Regions from separate parts of the Zea mays genome. Here region 1 is linked to region 2. Evidence: chromatin contacts called from public Hi-C data. All regions are on one chromosome and are shown on one strand. The core of a region is the stretch at or near the end of the contact, and the rest is flanking DNA. Distances in the headings are between cores, read along the strand shown.

Region 1 (2,700 bases), core at 83-2,582, 340 kb before region 2:
TAATTACTCCATAAAATTATCGAATCACTGTACCCATTCTAGAAAGTGACCATCCATGGAGAAGAAATATGAGTTGGAGAAAATTGTATTTGATATTATCCAAATCAAGTGATGAAGAAATCCATTTTCACTCGTAGGAGTGAAAAAAGATCACGAGGAATAGAAGTAGCACTCATCATGCGCAACAAATTAATTGAAAGAATAGTACAGACCTTCTTAAAGGTGCGTGGCCGACCTGAAGTACCAGCAGCTGCAATTATTTGGAGGGTAAAAAAGGTTATAAGAAACAAGCCAAAAAATTCTCAGTAGCCATTCCATATCCCAAGGTAGCAATTAACGAAACAAGAAGAGGCTAAGGGCAGGTTTGCTTTGCAGCGGGGGGAATATGCCTGTTGCAGGCAAAGATCTCAGGTGTCCATTTTCCTATGCCTAAGACTGAACGATATGGCTGGCTAAGCCTGCCCAGACTAGTATAGAAACCAAACAAGCCCTAAGTGTAGCATTTCTTTCCTGTATTCAGCCTCTAGAGCTTCATCTGAGGCCAGATACAGTGTGCTAATTGATATACCACTGCGTTTAAACTTCACACAAACCCTTTTCGGTGAAGATCTCTGACAGTGAAGGGAAAATAAAGCCAAGTTGTCCTACTGCATCATTGCTGGATGAATAGAAGCAACCAAACGTTTGAAACACAATTACGAACCAAACTGTAAGTGCAAACACAGGTAGGTAAGCCTCCAAATCGAACAACTAGATCAACAAATCATCGTTCCTCCAACGATCCGAGGCACCATCAAATCCTACCAGTACACGAAAACCCCGAGGCGCAGACTAAAAGCGGGAATCTCAAGTGGTAACTCGCGACAAGCTACTAGACAATTTAAATTCTGCTCGGCCACGCAAACCCGGTGAAGAATTAGCTCACCCCGGAATCATCAGATCGAGCAGTCGCCTAGGCTCACCGCGTCACGCTCCAGACAAGAAATCGAATTCGACCACAAACGGGACCAAACAGAAAGGTGGGCAGGCGGGCGCATCGTTACCGATCTCCTCGGGTGTGGAGAAGTTGCGGCGGCCTGTGGGCTTCCCCTTGAACTTTCCCCTCCCCATGGCGGCGACGGCGGCGGGCGAGGCTGATGCAGATTACAGAGCGAGCTGGAAGGAGCGGAGGGGGAGGCGGTTCTCGCCTAGGTTGCACGCTGGGTGGGCACCGTGAAAAGCGCAGAAGGAATCGGAAACCTACCGCACCCCATAATACAATGGTGGGCTGGGAATCGCGGGGCGGCGGTTCGGCCCTCCAGACTCGAGAGCCCGCGAAACGGTGCGGTGCGGTGCGGTGCGGTTGCGACTTTGCAAGATGCCCGCTATGGAGGCCACAAAACGGGTCGCCAAGACGGCAACACGTGCGCTGTTCCAGCAACCTCCTATTCCGGCTTAGGTTGGGTTGAGCATATCGTGAATATAAAATATTGTTTTATTGTTTGGAATTTAAATTAGAAGATAAAATAGAGAATAAGATAGAACTGTTGAAATTTAGAAAAATCGAAATAGGAATCTAGGTTGAAGGTATTCAACTATTCATCGATGTGGAGTTACATTATCCATTGTTTGACGCATCGTTTTGTTTTCCTCTCACTGTTAATCGCTTTTTACACAGCCATGTGGAACTCTTTTCCTAGTGTCGTTTTTCTCCACTCAAACGGTAATCTTAGTTTTAACGGGTGTTTGGTTCTAGACGTTAACTGTTTGGATGTCAAATATAATTATTAAATATAGTCTAACTAAAGACTAAAAAAGAGACATTTTTAAGAAAAAAAAATAATTTGTGACTAGCAAATTTATTGTATAATCATAAAATAATTAGGTTTAATATTGTAGCATCACTTGCTTTGACCTTCGCCTTGCCAGGGAAGCCCTTTTATGCCTTGTCCTCAATTTATCAAACTATCTCCAAGTCATATCTCATTGAATACCAACCTAATCAATGTCTATCTTATACTTTATATTTTTTCAACAAAGATCACTCTACATAGCATGATCTCATATTAGCCTTGGTATTTTAGTCCTCTTGAACTTCTCCTATGTTTAGTCACTCGAAGTTCTTTCCTTGCTATCTTCATCTTATCAAGCTTTTCTTAAGTCATAGCACCTTGAATGTACACTGAATATCCTTTGCCCATAAGCAAACCTTCTTTGCTTGGGACTTCTCCAATTCATAGTCTTTTTAAGTCTCATGCTAATTATGCTCATCTTGTTTGCTTTCTCATATTGCTTGTGATATTCTATATTCATATAACCATTTCATCTTTTGTAGAATACCATCATTGTTCTGTTAGGTTGAACCTTGCATGCCTAAGACATATGCTTTATACTTAATTTAATGTTCATCACTAGTGAAAATTGATTAGTCCTTTGATAGTGTTTTCACTCAACCCACTAAAACCCACAAAGGTATTGATGCACTTTCATATCCTTTTAACCATGTGGGTGTAGCTAAAGCTACTAGAGATAAGTCCCAACTCTCTTAATATGTTAGTCAACTCTTATAGACCTATAATAGTCGGTTAGGATCCTATATATAACCTCAAGGAGATATATAATCATTGCACCTTCAACATCCAACCCAACGCTTCGTTGGACCGTCTAACAAGTACATTATTGGACCATTGTGTTACGGTCCAATGTCTCTCAACGAATATA
Region 2 (2,839 bases), core at 32-2,531:
AAACGTTGGCGTGGATTGTTTGTTGCTCAGACTAATTCCTCTGGTACCGCACTAAGATGTATTTTTTGGCGCGGGGATGTACGTCCACGGTTGGGAGGCAGAACGGGTCGGATCGCCTGGATGAAACGAACGGTCCAGATTACCCGGAGGCAAACGAACGGTCCAGATTACCCGGAGGCAGAACCAGGGGAGGCAGCCTACCCCTTGCGTTCTTAATAGATAGTATAGATGTGTGTGTGTGTGTGCTGAAACTTGTGAGGGCACGAGAGAAGCAGGATTCGGATGAGGGAAGGGCCTTTTGTCCCTGTCGGTGTAGACACGAGAAAAGCTGGAGGAGGAGAACTGGATGTGTGTGCAGGACAGGTGACCGAGTGAGTGAGTGACAACTGGCCGGCCCTCAGTTACGAACTCGGTTTTTGTACTGTAGTTACACCGGTCAGTGTCACCAGCGCGACGGTGAGGAGCCTTCAGTAGACGACCGACCACCGGCTGCCGAGTGTCACCGCTTGGCACCACGCAATAATACGTACGAGTATTCGCAGAGACTCTCCTCCCATCCATGATCCATATCGGCCAGAAACCATCGATCGGCGAACTATTCCCGGCTCCTCTCCTGGACCTTTACCTCCGAGGCTAAGCAAGTTTCTTTGCGCGCGATTCGCATCGTCGCAGTCCCGTCACGGCGTCACGTCTCGTCGAGCCCAGGGGAAGAAAAAGGGAGAGGTGGGGCGCAACGCCAATGGCCACGTCGAAATTTCAAGGATATATCTGATGGACATCGAAGCTTGCTGTACATAATGCACATATTAAATTATCACCATTCATCTTAGTTTTGACGTCTCTTATTGATCATTGCAATTTAAAAATAACATCTTTCACGACTACATCCCACCACGTTGTAGAACGTCTTTAGTAAAATATATCAAACAACTAAAAATGTTAAATTAAAATAGATAATACTGATTTAATATATGCAATATATACACTAAATTCAAGTGCACCAAATATATTCTCTTCAAATATACCCGCAGCACGCGGCATGCAGCATCGCTTTCAGGCACCGAACGTCGCCCCACCATTGCACACATGACATGAGTTGACAGACATCCGAAGCTGCCGCGCTGTGCTGCCTGCCCACTACGCACCGCCCATGCCCAGGCAGGCCCCAGTCTGAAACCTATGTGCCAAAGCAAACCATTAGCGGCGCGCGGACGCTGCTCTGCTGCTTAAGCTTATTATAAAAGCAGGCGGGGGGTGCTGCTGCCAACCCCGCCCACCAAACCGCGCCACCCATTGTTGTCGCTTCTCACTTCTCACTCACCAACCAACCCAACCGAGCAACTTGGCTCGTACCGTACGTACTACCTGCTCCGACACGCCGAGGAGCTAGAGAGGACCGCGCGCGTGCTGCTGACCTGCGGGAGCTAGGACAGACACGATACGACAGATACCATGTCGACGACGACGACGAAGGCGAGCGACCCGGGGTCCGCGTGGTTCGGCAGCGGTGCACGGACCCGGTCGGCGGCGGGGATAAGCCACAACGCGCGGCTCGTCACCACCGCGGTCGCCGCGTTCGTGTCCGTGCTCGGCCTCGCCCTCTTCCTCCACCTCTACGTCTGCCACGTGCGCCGCCGCAACCGCCGCCGCGCGGCGGCAGTGCTGCCGACGACCACGGCCGCCGCGGCGGCGGCGGCGGCCCCGAAGCGCGGGCTGGATCCCGCGGCCGTCGCGGCGCTGCCGACCGTCCTCTACAGGGACGCGGGCGGCGCCGACGATGGCGCCGAGTGCACCATCTGCCTCGGCGCCGTGCAGGAAGGCGAGCTGGTGCGGGCGCTCCCGGCCTGCGGCCACGTGTTCCACGTCCCCTGCGTCGACACCTGGTTCGCGTCCAGCTCGTCGTGCCCGGTCTGCCGCGCCGAGGTCGAGCCGCCGCCGCCGCCGGCACTGAGCTCATCGGCTCTGTTCGTGCAGGCGGAGAAGGTGGTGCAGGACGCCGTCAAGGAGGAGGCCGGCAGCTCCACGCCGGAGAGGGGGATCGGTGCCTGCGCGTCGCTGATGAAGATGCTCAGCAGGGAGAGGCCGGCGCCGCGGAGGCCACACGCCGACGCCGGGGACTTGGACGACTTGGAACGGCAGCAGCATTCTGTTGCCGTCAATAATTAGCCTATTGTTTTTTATTAGAAAAAAAAGGAAAGAAAGGCGGCCTTTTTAGTCTGGTCGTTCTCCACATCATTTGTATATCCCGCATTTGCGTGAGTGGTGCAGTAGTAAGACAGGTCTGTGACTGTGAGCTCTTGACTTTTTTTGATGAATGTAAGAGCCCATTTCAAAAGAATTGGTATGGTTCGAATCTCTACAATTTAGTTCAAATTTGAACTCAATCCCTTTTTTTTGTCCACTATATATTTCGCTCGAGTTTCGCTGCTTAATTAGCAGGCTGCAAGGCATGGATGCGAAGCTTCAAGTTTTTTGTCCTACACCTTTGCTGTGTGAAAAAAAAAGATATGTGAAAGTGAAACCATGGAGTGGATAAAGCTATGTGACAATAAAGTTAAAGCAATGTGGCCCATACTAGAGTATGTGCTGTATATATATAGTTCCAAAATTTCGACGCATATTTGTAGACCCCGAATGGAGACATTAAAAAGAGTCTAGGCCGTATAATGACAGGCAAAAAAACTCCCTCTCCTCCGCCTGTCCGCCAATTGGCGCATCTGCTTTTTTTTTGTTACTGGATGCTGTCACTCAAACTTCACTCCCTCTGAATTAAAGATACGTCGTCAGAGTTCCTAATCTCAATTACAGTAAAACTCAACTAGAGGAACTTAATAGAAAC

The links. A called contact is a pair of places that touch in the nucleus more often than the background predicts.
Region 1: a Hi-C map of tassel shows a contact between it and region 2, with 2.3 times the contacts expected there. The contact joins the promoter of LOC100282833 here to the promoter of LOC100281917 in region 2. A contact is called at or near these places in 4 of 25 Hi-C or Micro-C datasets (bundle sheath, leaf and tassel).

Annotation. Positions count from the first base shown.
Region 1 is chr8:180,768,550-180,771,249 of Zm-B73-REFERENCE-NAM-5.0, reverse strand. LOC100282833 (heat- and acid-stable phosphoprotein) reads right to left here and starts at 1,332. Exons shown (of 8, transcript NM_001155739.2): 1 at 1,044-1,332; 2 at 213-250. The coding sequence starts at 1,110.
Region 2 is chr8:180,426,483-180,429,321 of Zm-B73-REFERENCE-NAM-5.0, reverse strand. It overlaps LOC100281917 (RING-H2 finger protein ATL2K), which reads left to right and starts at 1,281. Exons shown (of 1, transcript NM_001154836.2): 1 at 1,281-2,357. The coding sequence starts at 1,453. The coding sequence ends at 2,166.